Regions from separate parts of the Pan troglodytes genome. Here all the other regions are linked to region 1. Evidence: chromatin contacts called from public HiChIP or PLAC-seq data. All regions are on one chromosome and are shown on one strand. The core of a region is the stretch at or near the end of the contact, and the rest is flanking DNA. Distances in the headings are between cores, read along the strand shown.

Region 1 (2,531 bases), core at 19-2,518:
GAATAACTGAGGGGATGGGATTTTAAAAATGTATTTCCTTTTTCCCATGGGATCTATTAATAGACTAGCGAGGGGATGGGATCTTGAACACTGGTTGAAGGAACCGACTTAAGAGCGAAGACACGCTGCTATTAGCGAAGACAGGGAGGTGAGGGTAAGTTCATTTATTCACTCAACAATCACTAGTTGAGTGTGGATTAAAAAAAACAGTCCTTGACCACATAAGGAATTAGGTCTAGTAGGGAAGACAAACGTAGGTCAATAAGTTACATAAGGGTTATACTAGATTGTGTGGTGGTACAGGTGGGGAAGCGAGCAACTGTCTGCATTGTGTCCAGGAAAGGGTCACAGGCGTGTTATGTAGATTCTGGAGAAAATTCAAAAATAGCATTTATTTTTACTTATTTACTTTTGTATGTGGAGACGAGGGTCTCACTATGTTGCCCAGGCTGGTGTTGAACTACTCGCCTCAAGAAATCCTCCCGCCTCGACCTCCCAAAGTGTTGGGACTACAGGTGTGAGCCACCGCGCCTGGCCTAAATGTGGCATTTAGAAAAAGTATTTACAACATCTGCATTAAAAGGACCATAAAGCAACCAGGCATGTAAGTCCCTGAAGCAATTTAAGTTGCTCAAACTTGAGAGGACAACCAAATGATAGCAAAAGGGCAAAAGAGAAAGGAAGCTGCAGTGCCCACTCAGAAGTGTGAGAGCGGGAGAAGGCATTTCGGGAGCCGCCCGAGCTTCAGGAAACCGAGCGAGACACCAGGTGGGCACACTGAGGATTAAAGAGGGCCTCGCGGTTCCGCACTGCGGCCGGGAGACAAACCAGTAGCCACTATCACCAGCCCGGGGCAGACCACTAAGAACTGTGGAGGCGCGCGGGGCGGCTCAGGGCTGGCGCATTTGGTGAGGAGCTCAGACACCGAGGCCCTTAGGGTCGGCTTAGGCGGTTCCCTGACCAAGGCGCCAGAAAAGGGCCTGGCTCAAGCAAGCACGGGCGGCGTGCAGTACAGCACACCTAGCCCCGATTCTTCAACAGTTCTCGCCCTCCGAGCCTAGCACAGCGAGCCTCACCGAAACCGTACACCGCCACCAGGACACTCCGTGATGGGGGATCACCACCCTCAGAAAGAGGAAGCGACTAGCAGGCGCGCAATCCCGCGAGACCAAGAGGCCCCGCCCGAAGCCCGGCCTCTGTGACCGGAAGTGAGGCGTTTTGCCCCCGCCCCCGTGGCCGATACCTCGCGAGACTTGGCGAAGGCCTTCCTTTTTCGTCTGGGCTGCCAACATGGTAGGTGTTTGGTTTCTTGCCTCCTCTTCCTTGCCGGCGGAGACCCCTAAGCTGTATTCCCATTGCCCCTAGTCATCCACTGTCTACCATGGTCGGGGCTTCCAGGCTGCGCATGGCCGCCTGCAGGGCAGGGTGGCCGGCGCGGGCCCGGGGCGGGGCTCCCGGAGCCGTGTGTTAGGCCCGCGGTTCGGATCTCTAGGACACGCGGGCCCCTGCGCTACCGTGGTGAGACCTCACGGCCCTGAGCCGATCGGTACCCTCAACTTTCCCAAACGCTCCAGAAGTTAGGTCTTTGACCCACAGGCTTACAGGACCATCTCAGCTGGCAGGCATCGCCCCCTGCCCCTAATTCCTTAGGCCTTACCACCAAGCTTTTTCCAAACAGCCATCCAGACTGAGGAAGACCCGGAAACTTAGGGGCCACGTGAGCCACGGCCACGGCCGCATAGGTAAGTGCCGGCTTCCCCTCGGGGTGGGCCTTGGGCTCTCTTCGGGTGCTTAGCTAGGCTGGAGATCGGTAGCCTATAAGTGGGTTAGAATAAGACCTTTTTGTGGTCAAGTTGGACAGCTGTTGATTTTTTTCTGAGGATCCTCTAGTATTCCATTTCTAAGGAATTTCACATCAGTGGGGTAATAGGAATTGAGCAGGCACGGTATTGGGTTAGTTGAAGACATGGAGTACTGTGGGAATGCTGTGATGTGGAACCTGAAAAGATGTTTCACCCGGAATCCTAAAGTAATCGCATTGCTGAAAACCGGCATCGGTAGGGTGGGAACAGCGTAAGCGGGACACAGAAGTCTGGGAAACACTCTGCTTTTGTGCGAGGAAGTATTGAGATGCATGAGAAGGCTGTGTGGTGCATGTAGCTTTTTTGTGTGTGTGAGACTGATCACTGTCGCCCAGGCTGGAGTGCAGTGGCGAAATCTCGGCTCACTGCAACCCCTGCCTGCCGGGCTCAAGCGATTCTCCTGCCTCAGCCTCCCGAGTAGCTGATATTACAGGTGTGCGCCACGACGCCCGGCTAATTCTTTTTCTATTTTTAGTAGAGTCGGGGGTTTCTCCGTGTTGGCCAGGCTGGTCTCGAACTCCTGACCTCAGGTGATCTACCCCCCTCGTCCTCCTAAAGTGCTGGGATTACAGGCATGAGCCATCACACCGGCCCCACGTAGCTTTGTATTCCTGCAGGCAAGCACCGGAAGCACCCCGGCGGCCGCGGTAATGCTGGTGGTCTGCATCA
Region 2 (2,531 bases), core at 10-2,509, 420 kb before region 1:
AGAGCTGTGTGTTCTTCCAAGAGACTGGCAGTGGAAAGGGTAGGAGTTGGACCCAGGGATGGATGGAAATTTTGTGAGGTCCAAAGCTTACTGTAGTTCGGGCGTGGGGCTCTTTAAGAAAAGGACTACAAGACTACTAATACCAAATTACCACCAAGGACCTGGCAGCTGAAGGAACCTGAAGGACCCTAAACTTCATTAGCTTCAAGGTAAAACCGCCTCCAGTTGGACCTGATATTTTGGACTAGATGGCCCACCCACCTACCCCAGCCAGCGTGGCACCTCCCAACATGCCAGGCTGGGTGAACTGATGGCAGTTCCCTCCCCAGCCCTGCCAGGGGCGGAGGCAATGTCACCCATCCCGCAGCTACGGAGTGCCAGACCGCAGAGACAGTGCTGGTTTGACGGCACCCTCACCCCTGCACCTGCAGGATCTGTGGGCACCCCCACCACCCCGCTGGGATCCGTTCCGCAGTAGGGTGCGGAAGGGGAACGTGCAGACACCCAGAGAGGCTGGGAGACTGGCTGGCAGTGGGCACTGCCGGGAAGCCCGCGGTGCGGGTCGCAGAGGCGCTCCGGATGCCCGCAAGGCGGCAAGAGTCCGTGAGAAAGTTCCCAGCCGGAGCGCGCAGGGCTGGCGGCCTCGTTGGGACCAGGAGACTTCCTAATCCCGCCGCCGAAGCCAGGGCGCTGAGCCTGGCACCGCCGACCCCGGCACCGGCGCACACATCAGCCGCCGCGCTTCCGGGAAGCCACCCATCAGCCGGAGGCGGCCCGCGGGTGCTGAGGGCGCTGCCGCCGCTAGCGGGGTGGACTCCGCAGGGCCAGCGCCGCAGTCTCCGCCCCACGTCCCGCGTGCCCCCGGGCACCGGCACCGCGCGCCGGGCACCTACCGTCCTCCTGGTCCAACACCATGGTCCCGACGGCTCCAGCCGGACTAGAGCCGAGGATACGGAGGGGCGCGTGGCTCCGACTCCCGCCGCCGGCCGCCTGCGCTGCTCCCGCCGGCCCCGCGCGAGCGCCGAGTCCGGAGAGCTGCGACCGCCGACGGGGGCAGACGGACCGGAGTCCGGAGCGCAGCCCCGCGGGCAGGGAGCGCAGGAGGAGGGACTAGGGGGCGGGCGCGGGGGCGAGACGGCCAGGCCGGGATCGCGGGAGCCTCGCGAGCAGCAGCTGCTCGGGCCGGGCCGCGCCGCAGCCGGAGCCTGAGCCGCGCGCGCGTCCTTCCTCCGTGCCGGCCGCGCTCGCCTCAGCAGAGTGAAGGCTGCATTTCCCAGGGCCCCTCAGATTCCCCTGTTAATTAAATCAATTCATTATGCTCAGATCTGATTAGCGGCCCTTCCCCCCCTTTGAATCAATTATTCAATACACAAACATAATTGCTTGGGCCAGAGGTGCCCGCCATTAGCTTATTTAACTCCAAGGACACTAATTACCCGCAGGGCACGGGAACTTTTCTCATTAATTCTGACAAAACACAAAAGCACAGCCAGAGTGTGTGCCTGTGAGGGGCTGTGTGTGTGTGTGTGTCCGCATGCCAGAGTGAGGGCTGTGTGGGGTGGTGAGCCACTGTGTGAGCTCAAGACAAGGGTGGGGGTGGGACGCGTGCGATTGCGGCTGGGTGTGTGCGGGTAGGAGTGTGGGCTCCGTGCCTGTGATTCTGAATGAGTGCGCCAGGCTGGGCGTGACTCTGGGTCTGGGGACAGTGGGCCTGGACTGGGACCCGGCACAGGAATGTGTATGAGATCGCGAGAGTGCTTCTGTGTGTGACTTTGTGAATATGACTCCGTGGCTACCGTGGCAGGCGCCCCATCCCCTTTCTTTTTTCATTATTGCCCAGCCATTCCCCGCGGCATGCTCAGCCCCACGGGGGAAAGTGCAGATCACAGAGGAGAAATCCGAGAGGATCAGGAGGCGGTGGTGACTCTGGACCCAGGCTGGGCCACAGTGTTCTCCATCCGGTCACCTGTTCAGGCATCAACTGGGCTTTGCTCTCCCCCAGTTATAAACCCCAGGTTCCCACCACCACCACCCACTTTGCCCTCTCACTGCCCCTCTCAATACCGCCCCCACTCTCAACTTTTATCCGAAAACCCTCCCCACCCCACCCTTGTGCCCAGGAACCCCCAACTCCACCCACCCTAGACCTAGTTCTTCACCTCCTGTCTCAAGGCTGTACCGAGGGTGTGCCTGTGGTTGATCAACTTCTCCACATTTTACCTCCCAGGAAATCTATTGAGAGAACCAGTGAGAGAGCCCACAGAGGCAGGACACAGAGGGTAATTGATTCCCCCAAATTAGGTTTCTGCTTTCTAAAGACCGGCATTGTTCCTATTCTCAATGTGCACAGAGGTATTGAAGATTTCCTTTTTGTTTCCTCGGGCAATGAATGAGCTTAATCCATTTGGCTTTATAAATCAGGAAACTAATATTCGCTCCTTCCATAGCAGCTTTTTAAAAAATTTAATTGGTAAGGGAGGTGCAGTTAGTCACCTTTATACTGTCCCCAAGCCCCCACTTATCAAAACACA
Region 3 (2,531 bases), core at 11-2,510, 290 kb after region 1:
CACAGGAAGGGAAGTGTTCAGGGGTGAGCTGAGCTGAGTCGGCCCTTGACAGGGAAGGCTCTGTCAGATGGGGGCTTCCTATCATTCTGGCTTGGGGCATGCAGGGCCTGTGAGGCTGGCGGAGGGCGCAGGTGGGCTGTCAAGAGCTTAGGGTGGAAAGTTAAAGGCTCTCGGAGGTGAAAAGGTTGTCAAGTGTAAGATGCGTGCAGCCGGGGCTGGGAAGGGAAATGTTAAGGCGGTGGGGGGCTGCTGTCCGGACTGTGGGCACTGTCGGGGCTGGGGACGACCGTGGGGCGCTGACTGCCAGGCTGTCGGGGCTGAGGGCGAGAGTGCCGCCGGGCAGTCGGGAGGGGCGGGGCTGGTGGCGGCGGGGGTCTGCCGGAGCTGTGAGGCCAGGGGTATGGCTGTCAGGAATGGGCCAAGCAGCAGGTTGGCAGACCCAGTTTCCGCAAGGCCGGTGGTAGGGGAGGAGCTTCCGTCAGGAGCGAGGCTGGGCGGGACTCACCTTGGCGGCGTCTGACAGCTGCGCCAGCAGCAGCACGGAAAGCGCCAGGCACGACAGGCTGAGCAAGGAGCCAAGCCGAAGAAGGCCTCCCCACAGGGTCGCCATCGCTGGGGGCCCAGCGGTCCCACAGCCCGGAGCCCCCGCGACCGGCTCCCGGCTCGGGCTCAGGCACAGGCTTGGGACCCGGCTGGGGATCCTCCGCCCGCACTTCCGTCTGGACGCGAAGGCGTCACCGGGCGCGCCGGGTCAGATGCAAAAAGCATCCGCCCCGGAAACGGTTACCAGAGCGAAGGGCCGGGAGGCTGGGCAGTCCTGGTGCCCGCCTTGGCCTAGCCCCGGCCCCGGGACGGAAGGGGGCCTCTGGGGTGGCAGCCTGGGCCCAGTAGAGCTTTGCATCTCTTGGATATCTTTCCCGGGCGCAGAAGCTGCGGGGCTTAGGGAGTCGCCATTGCGCTGGAAAGTCCTCCCGCCCACGGAGACCCCAGCAAACTCCGAGTGTCGCACAGTGGCCTCTGGCGACCCGTGCGGGCCGGAGCCGTTCGCGCACAGGCAGGGCGGGTGCTGAGCGTGGAAACGGGGCTGGAATTGGCCGAGCCATGCCTTTCCGGGATGCCCACCGCCAGTCAAAGGGTTGGGGGTGGTCTCTGCACCTTAAGTACTAACCTGCCGCCCACGCGCCTCCTGACCACAGCACCCCGTCGGCTTTCTAATTCTGAGCTGCCCTCGTGGGCGTGGCCTCCCTGTGGAGCTCCCCATGTACCTCCCCTTGGTCCAGCCTGCAGCTAGGAAGTGGGTCACAGCAGCGGGGCTGGGCTGGGCCAGGCCAGGCTCCGGGAGATGTGGAATTGGCGAAACAACTGCCCCAGTAGTATCCTCCGCCTAGGACTCCAAGAGTTGGCGAATTGGGGCGCTACGCCCCGGTAAGGCAGTGCCTGTTCAGGGCTGCCGACTGGTCTCCCCAGGGCTGTCATTCTCAGCAAGTACTTTAGGAGTGCCTTAGATCGGCACATTCTCCCATTGAAATATTTTTGTTAGTGGAGACAAGGAAGATAATGGCAAGGACACAGGGATCATCACAGCCCCTAGGGATTTGTTGAATGACCTTGGGCAAATCACTTCCCTTCTCTGGGCCTGTAGTTCTTGGCTGAATATGAGGGAATGGATTTCAAATTATGCTCCATGTAATACCCGTGTTTTTACCTCTAAACAGATTTTTTTGTTTTGTTTTTTGTTTTTTTTTGAGACGGAGTCTCGCTCTGTCCCCCGGGCTGGAGTGCAGTGGCGCGATCTCAGCTCACTGCAACCTCTGCCTCCCAGGTTCACGCCATTCTCCTGCCTCAGCCTCCCTAATAGGTGGGACTACAGGCGCCCGCCACCACGCCGCCCGGCTAATTTTTTTTTTTTTTTTTTTTTTTTTTTTTTTTTGTATTTTTAGTACAGACAGGGTCTCACTGTGTTAGCCAGGATGGTCTCGATCTCCTGACCTTGTGATCCGCCCGCCTCGGCCTCCCAAATTGCTGGGATTATAGGCGTGAGCCACCGCGCCCGGCCCCAACAGATTTTTAAAAATCGTCTTTTCCCAATTTGTGGAAATGTTTTAACAGAATGCTCTCAATATTTTTCGCCCATGTGATTCTTAGATTCATGTGAATCTAACACAAGAAGGTATCTGATATTGTTCCCAACAGGAACCAGGGTGGCAGGGCTATATGTCCTCTCACCAGACTGCCCAGTGAAGGTGCTGTCACTTTGATGAATTATCAAGGCTTTGTAGTGGGTGTTCTACTGGACAAAGGACAAACTGGAGACTCCCTGGATCAAATGTGTTGGTGAGGTACTGAATCTGATTGCTAAAAGGTGATTCAGCTGCAAGTTAGGCATCAGTTTAGGGTTTTCTAGGCTTGGCGTCTAAAGGGAGTGCCTGCTGTAGCTGAAACCTCATAGGCCTTCTCTTCCTTCCGAATTGTTTTCAAGGCCTTGGGGGTACAGAGACTTAGAGAAAATACATAGTTGTGCCTCAGACTGA

What was found. HiChIP or PLAC-seq counts read pairs in DNA pulled down with a chosen protein or histone mark.
Region 2: an H3K4me3 HiChIP or PLAC-seq map of stem cell-derived excitatory neurons shows a contact between it and region 1, with 2.4 times the contacts expected there. The contact joins the promoter of LMO1 here to the promoter of RPL27A in region 1. A contact is called at or near these places in 1 of 7 Hi-C or Micro-C datasets (stem cell-derived neural progenitor cells) and 1 of 1 datasets of contacts at active chromatin or transcription factors (stem cell-derived excitatory neurons).
Region 3: a contact with region 1 is called in an H3K4me3 HiChIP or PLAC-seq map of stem cell-derived excitatory neurons, with 5 times the contacts expected there. The contact joins the promoter of TMEM9B here to the promoter of RPL27A in region 1. A contact is called at or near these places in 1 of 7 Hi-C or Micro-C datasets (stem cell-derived neural progenitor cells) and 1 of 1 datasets of contacts at active chromatin or transcription factors (stem cell-derived excitatory neurons).

The regions. Positions count from the first base shown.
Region 1 is chr9:12,824,572-12,827,102 of NHGRI_mPanTro3-v2.0_pri, forward strand. It overlaps RPL27A (ribosomal protein L27a), which reads left to right and starts at 1,269. Exons shown (of 5, transcript NM_001034084.1): 1 at 1,269-1,293; 2 at 1,679-1,742; 3 at 2,480-2,531. The coding sequence starts at 1,291.
Region 2 is chr9:12,403,489-12,406,019 of NHGRI_mPanTro3-v2.0_pri, forward strand. LMO1 (LIM domain only 1) reads right to left here and starts at 1,260. Exons shown (of 4, transcript XM_054662032.1): 1 at 894-1,260. The coding sequence starts at 915.
Region 3 is chr9:13,112,155-13,114,685 of NHGRI_mPanTro3-v2.0_pri, forward strand. It overlaps TMEM9B (TMEM9 domain family member B), which reads right to left and starts at 1,261. Exons shown (of 5, transcript XM_009459918.5): 1 at 1,169-1,261. The coding sequence starts at 1,261.